2 separate regions of the Ovis aries genome follow, and region 1 is linked to region 2. The links are chromatin contacts, called in public Hi-C maps. All regions are on one chromosome and are shown on one strand. The core of a region is the stretch at or near the end of the contact, and the rest is flanking DNA. Distances in the headings are between cores, read along the strand shown. Region 1 holds the start of EZH2 (enhancer of zeste 2 polycomb repressive complex 2 subunit). Region 2 holds the start of CUL1 (cullin 1).

Region 1 (2,700 bases), core at 71-2,570, 150 kb before region 2:
TTTAAAAATTAAATAAAATACTAAAAGCATGATTCCGTTAAAGCATGATTCCGTTAGGCTTTTAGCTCGAGCTCATAGGTGACCGTCTTCCCTGCCCCGCACGTGAGCTCTCAATTTGGAATCTCAGTTTATGTGGGTGAGGGGGTTACTTTGCCCTATAGTTACACCCTACTAAAAAAAAAAATCGGAATAACCTTAACTTCACTGCCAGATAAATCAAAAAGGGCGACTGTATCCTAAGTGGAATAGCACTAACTCCTCTGGGTGGAGACAGGCTCACCCCATGATCTTTTTTTTTTTTTTTAATACTTGAAAAATGCTGGCATCTTAATACTTTGTAGAGAAGTTAGCACGAGGGACATGAACAATCATCCTTGATAAATGATTTTTAACGCTGACACGTGCTTGGCACTGCAACACTGGAAAGGGTTTGAACAAGGCGCTCTGAATGAGGAATCTGAAATAATCGTGACTTCTCTCTTTCCCAGGGTTTCTAAGGCGATGGGCACTGTGGGATCGACTAGCCAAAGTCCAGTGGGACCCGAGTCGGGCCAAGCGGCCGAGGGGCGGCAGCAGACAAAAGTAGCCGGCAGGGCGCTCCGCTCGGCTCGGGGGACGGCGCATCGGCCACGCCGGAGGGCGGGAGGCTCGCAGCTCCTCGCCCGAGACCAGCCGGGCTGGAGCTGGGGCCGTAGAGGGCGTCTGGCCGGCAGACCGGGCGCCGCGAGCCCTCGTGTCCGGCTCTTCCCGCCCGCCGGCCGGCCGGCCAGGGCCTCCGCTGCGCGCGCGGGGAAAAAGAGCGCGGCAGTTGAAACCGTTACCACCCCGAGTTTTGAACTGGTTCAAACTTGGCTTTCGGCCCCGCCCCGCCCCTCCGGCCCGGGAACACCGAAGCGGCGGTTCCCGCCAAGCGCCGCGAGCGCGCCGTCCCGCCCTCCGGCCGGTTCCCGCCACCCCGCCCAGCCCGCCTTCCCGCCCGCGGTTTGGGGATTCGGGCTCCGGAGGCCCTTCTTCCCCGAACGCCGGCCCCACCGCCTTCCTGAGAGGCGCCGGGCGTTCGGAGAAAAGAACAAAGAGCCGGCGCGGCGCTTCCACTCAGGCGGCAGCGTCCCTCAGCGCCTGCCCGCCCGCGCGCACGCGCCGCCGGCCCGGCCCGGCAGAGTCCCGCGGGCGCCTCTGCGTGGGGCTGGCTCGGCGCCTCAGAGGCCGGCGGGCCCTGTGATTGGACGGGAGCCCGCCTCGCGTCCCGCCAATCGGGGCGGCGCTTGGTTGGACAGGGGGGGCCAAATAAAAGCGATGGCGATTGGGCTGCCTGGTTTGGCGCTCGGTCCGGGAGCGTCCGACACCCACTGGGACGCAGAAGGCGGTGGAGCCCCGGCGGCGGCGGCAGCGGTGGCGCGCGGGAGCGGCGCGCGGGAGCGGCGCGGGCTGGGGCGCGGGGCGCAGGTAACGCGCCGCTGTCGGGCCGGCAGGCCGGCCGGCCGGCGGGGCTCCGGAGCTCGGCGTGGGGCGGCGGCGGCGGGACATCTCCGCTGCCGCTCAGCCGGTCCGGGTAATCCTCCCCCCACCCCCACAAGCGGGCTTTCCCGGGGAGCCTCTGGGGCTCGTGGGGGTGAGAAGAGACCTCCCCTCACCCCCCTCGGAAAGGGCTGTGGGCCCGGGCCGATCCGCGCGACCCCCGCGGGCGGGCTGTGTGGGAGCCAGAGAAACCCGAGGCGGGAGCCCGGGCGGGCGCCGAGCGGAGGGTTTGCGGGGGGGGGGGGGTCCCCTCGCGCGCCCGTTCCTCCCGAGGCGCCGGGGCCGGGCTGGGGGCGCTCGGGTGCCCGGGGCGGGCCGGCCGCCCGAGCCCCCGGTCTCCTTTGTGTGGAGCGGCACGGCGGCGGGAGCGCCCGGGTGGGACGGGACCCACACAAGTTGATGGGACCTCAGCGCCGAGTGCGCACTCAGAGACAAAGGACGGACTGTGTCTCGGGGGAGCTCGGCGCGAGTCAGGGGCAGTGACACCGGGGCCTGACAGCGGGCGGAGAGGGGGCGTGGGGAGCGGGCGGGCGGGCTCGGCCCCACGCCCCCTCCCCGCGAGCGCGCAGGCTCGGCCCGGGGCCGCGGGGGCCGGGACGGCGCGCGGAGACCGGACTCGGGCGTCCGCGCTTGCTGACATTTCCGCCGAAAGCTGCCCCGGAGCCCTGAGGCCCCGAGCCCCGCTCGGACCAGGCGGTCCCCGGCCGCCTCTGTCGTCTCGGCGGGGCTCTCCGTTAAGTTTGAGGGGCGGGTCGCGCTGTTCTACCCCCCACCCCCGCCCCCATCTCCGCGGTTTTGTTCGTTACGGAGGGCTTTCCGTCGAGTTCACGCGTCCTTGTGGGCCCCCCACCCCCATCTCCGCCTCCCCAAAAGTCGGTGCCTCAGGGTCACTTTGTGAAGAACGGGAGGGATCGAGAAGCGTGGTATTTTGGAAAACTTAGTGAACTCAACGCCTGGTGAATCCCCAGTTTCTGAAGAATCATCATCTTCCAAAAAAAAAAAAAAAAAAAGAAACCTGTCCAGGCTGTTTTGGCCAACTCGTGTGAGACTGGCGACAGGTGCTAACGAAATCAGCTGTCATTTAGTGAGGAGAGATTGTTCCCCGAATCCCTAGGGGATGAACGGGGAAGAGATGGTACAAAGAGTTGGTCCAAAGAAAACGCTTATGCTAAATGTGTGTTT
Region 2 (2,700 bases), core at 115-2,614:
GGGCGGACGCCACCAGGCCGCCGCCTCGGGCGCGATGAATCGGGCCTTTTTTTTTTTTTTTCCCCAGTGCGTAGTCCGGGCCTGGGCCGCCCCGAGCCCGCGTCCGGGGCCGCGGCCCGCCAGGCCCGAGCCGGCCGGGGTGACTCAGGGCCGGACCCCGCGCGCGCGCGCGCGCGCTCCCCTCCCGCCCCCGGCGCCCTCTGCCCACGAGTGCCCCGGCCCCCGCCGCCATTCCGCCCGGTCGCGGCTCGGCGCCTCGGGCCTCTCGCCCGGCGCCTGAGCTCGGCCGCCGCGGCCCCAGTCACTGCGACACCGCGGCTCCGGGTCGGGCCTGCGCCGCCGCCGCCGCCTCCCCTCAGCCCCGGCGCCGCCGACAACTCACCCGCATTTCCCGGCTGCCTAAATGGCTCCGGCGACGTCTCCACCTGGTCGCTGGGCCCGGCCCCGGTTAAATCCCCGTCCCGCCAAGGTCTCGCCGCGTCCCTCAGCCGCCGGGGCTGCCCCGCCTGGAGCTGCGTGCGACACGGCTCCCGCCTCCTCCTCCTCCTCCTCCTCCCGGCCCGCCCGCCGGCCCTCCTCCCGCCGCCGCCGCCTGCACCACGCAACCTCCGCCCTCTCTCCTTCCCTTCGCCGCTCCCCGCCCTCCCGGCCTCACCGGCTCCGGCTCCCGCGGTGGAGAAGCTGGGGGGGGAGGGCCGGAACGCTCCGCCATCGGCGTCCGGGGCGGGGGAGCCGGGAAACCGTCGCCGCCATCTCCCCACCAGCCCCGCGGAGCGGGAGGGGCCCGAAAGCCCCCGCCCGCCGTGCCGCGGCCCCGAGTTCTCCCCACCCCGCCCGCCGCCCCGCGCCGCCGAGGCCCCGCTCGCGGGGCTGCTCTCTACCTGAAAGCCCCCGCGGGCCCCTGGCCATGGACGCCGCACCCTCCCCGGACGGGCGCACCGGATCCTCCTCCAGGTTTTACTGCCTCCCTGGCCTTGGGGGCCGCCTCTGAGGACCCGGCTTCCCGCCACTTTGGGCCGAACGAGGAGGGGGCGGGGGTGGTCACCTTCCTAGGTCGGGGCCCCAGCCTGAGGAGAAACCGGCCCGAAACACCCCGGAGCAGAGGGTCTTACACGCCGCCCTCCCCCGCTCCTGCGCGCACACACACTGAACCGACACGGATCACAACTACACCCGCTGGATCTACCTTCCCGGCGGGAGGATAACCAAAAGCCATACCCCGACCGGCTGATAAAAGTCAGAGATGGGCGAGTGGCCCTGAAAGGCAGGCGCAGCAGACTCCAGAGAAACGTGCCGTCCATTCTCTGAACCCCAGGACACCTGCGGCCTCGTGGATCGGCACCTCAAAGTCCCAGCTCCTCGGCGTCTCTCTGTCTCTCTCTCTCTCTAAAATTGGTTCGGAGATCAAACCAAATTAGCTTACCTCTTCAAACTCTCTAACCCACTCTTTTTTGAACAGAGGTCGACAAAGACACTTTACCATTAATCTCTGTAAAGATTAAGTGAAGAATGAAATTGAAGATCTTACATATATGGATGGGATGAGTGAGGTATGACTATTGAATAGGACTGTTTTCACCAGTGCTGCGGAGTCGTTCGTCTCATTCATCTGAAATTAACTCACAAGTGGTTACCTGAAATACAAATTTGGGCAGCGCAAATGGCCACCTGGCTTCCTGTGGGGACACAGGTGAGAAAGCTTGGACTTGAAGGGGCTTCTTCTCTAATCCCATGGTCCATGAACAGTTCAGCATGGAAAGATTTCAGGTTATCTGGGCCAAAGACTTGATGACTGTAACTTCCTGTTTTGCTCCAAAACTAAAACATTGAGTATCACCTTGGGGTGGAAATGCTAGGCCCAGAGCCTAGGGCTACTCCCACAGCCCTCACTGTTTCCTGAGGAATATGGATGTCTCTTAGAAGAAATATCTTAAGACATACTTGTATATGCGGTTCCTCCTATTGAAATGTGGCCTTCTGTCAACAACTCTTTATCTTTAAAAGTATGGCATTTGTCTGTACCTGTCACCAGAGTATGTGATCTCAGCCTATTTAAGGATTTTTAAATTCGTGCTTTATATCCTCAATGGACATGAGTTGGAGCAGACTCCGGGAGATGGTGAAGGACGGAGAAGCCTGGCGTGCTGCAGTCCATGCCGCTGCAAAGAGCTGGACAGGACTGAGCGGCAGAACAGCAACAAATATCCTATACTTCTAAATATTCAAAAGAAGCTTAGATGTATTTAACTTTCTCATGGGCACATGGGAGAATTGAAGGTAAAAATGGAAGGCTTGTACATATATATGTACACATATATGGGAGGCTGCACACATATGGTTTCTCTGAGACCCTCACTGCTGCGAGCTTTCCTCAGAGGACAGGTTAGCTCATCTCCCGTTTGTCTAACCTGTCCTCTGCCATTTCATCATCCAATATGGTCGTCCTGTCTGTGACTCCCCACAGCTAACACGTGAGCTGAGTGGGTCAACTTTCCCTTTGCTGTTTGTTTCTTCCAACGTCTGTTTTTCCCTAATGGGAGGATTTAGTTCATCTCTACCTTCCTCTCCACTTCTCATTGCCTCAGTTCCTAGTTCTTAATTTCTTCCAGCCTTTACTCTCCACTCATCTGCACTATTATTCTTAGCTCTAAGGCTACACCATTGACTTTTATGTCCACTTCATAACCAGGTTGCATCTGT

The links. Hi-C and Micro-C count contacts between places; a contact is called where the count stands out from the background.
Region 1: a Hi-C map of hypothalamus shows a contact between it and region 2, with 2.3 times the contacts expected there. The contact joins the promoter of EZH2 here to the promoter of CUL1 in region 2. A contact is called at or near these places in 2 of 16 Hi-C or Micro-C datasets (hypothalamus and skin fibroblasts).

What each region holds. Positions count from the first base shown.
Region 1 is chr4:113,215,992-113,218,691 of ARS-UI_Ramb_v3.0, reverse strand. It overlaps EZH2 (enhancer of zeste 2 polycomb repressive complex 2 subunit), which reads left to right and starts at 1,320. Exons shown (of 19, transcript XM_060415189.1): 1 at 1,320-1,446.
Region 2 is chr4:113,064,395-113,067,094 of ARS-UI_Ramb_v3.0, reverse strand. It overlaps CUL1 (cullin 1), which reads right to left and starts at 1,364. Exons shown (of 22, transcript XM_060415186.1): 1 at 1,219-1,364.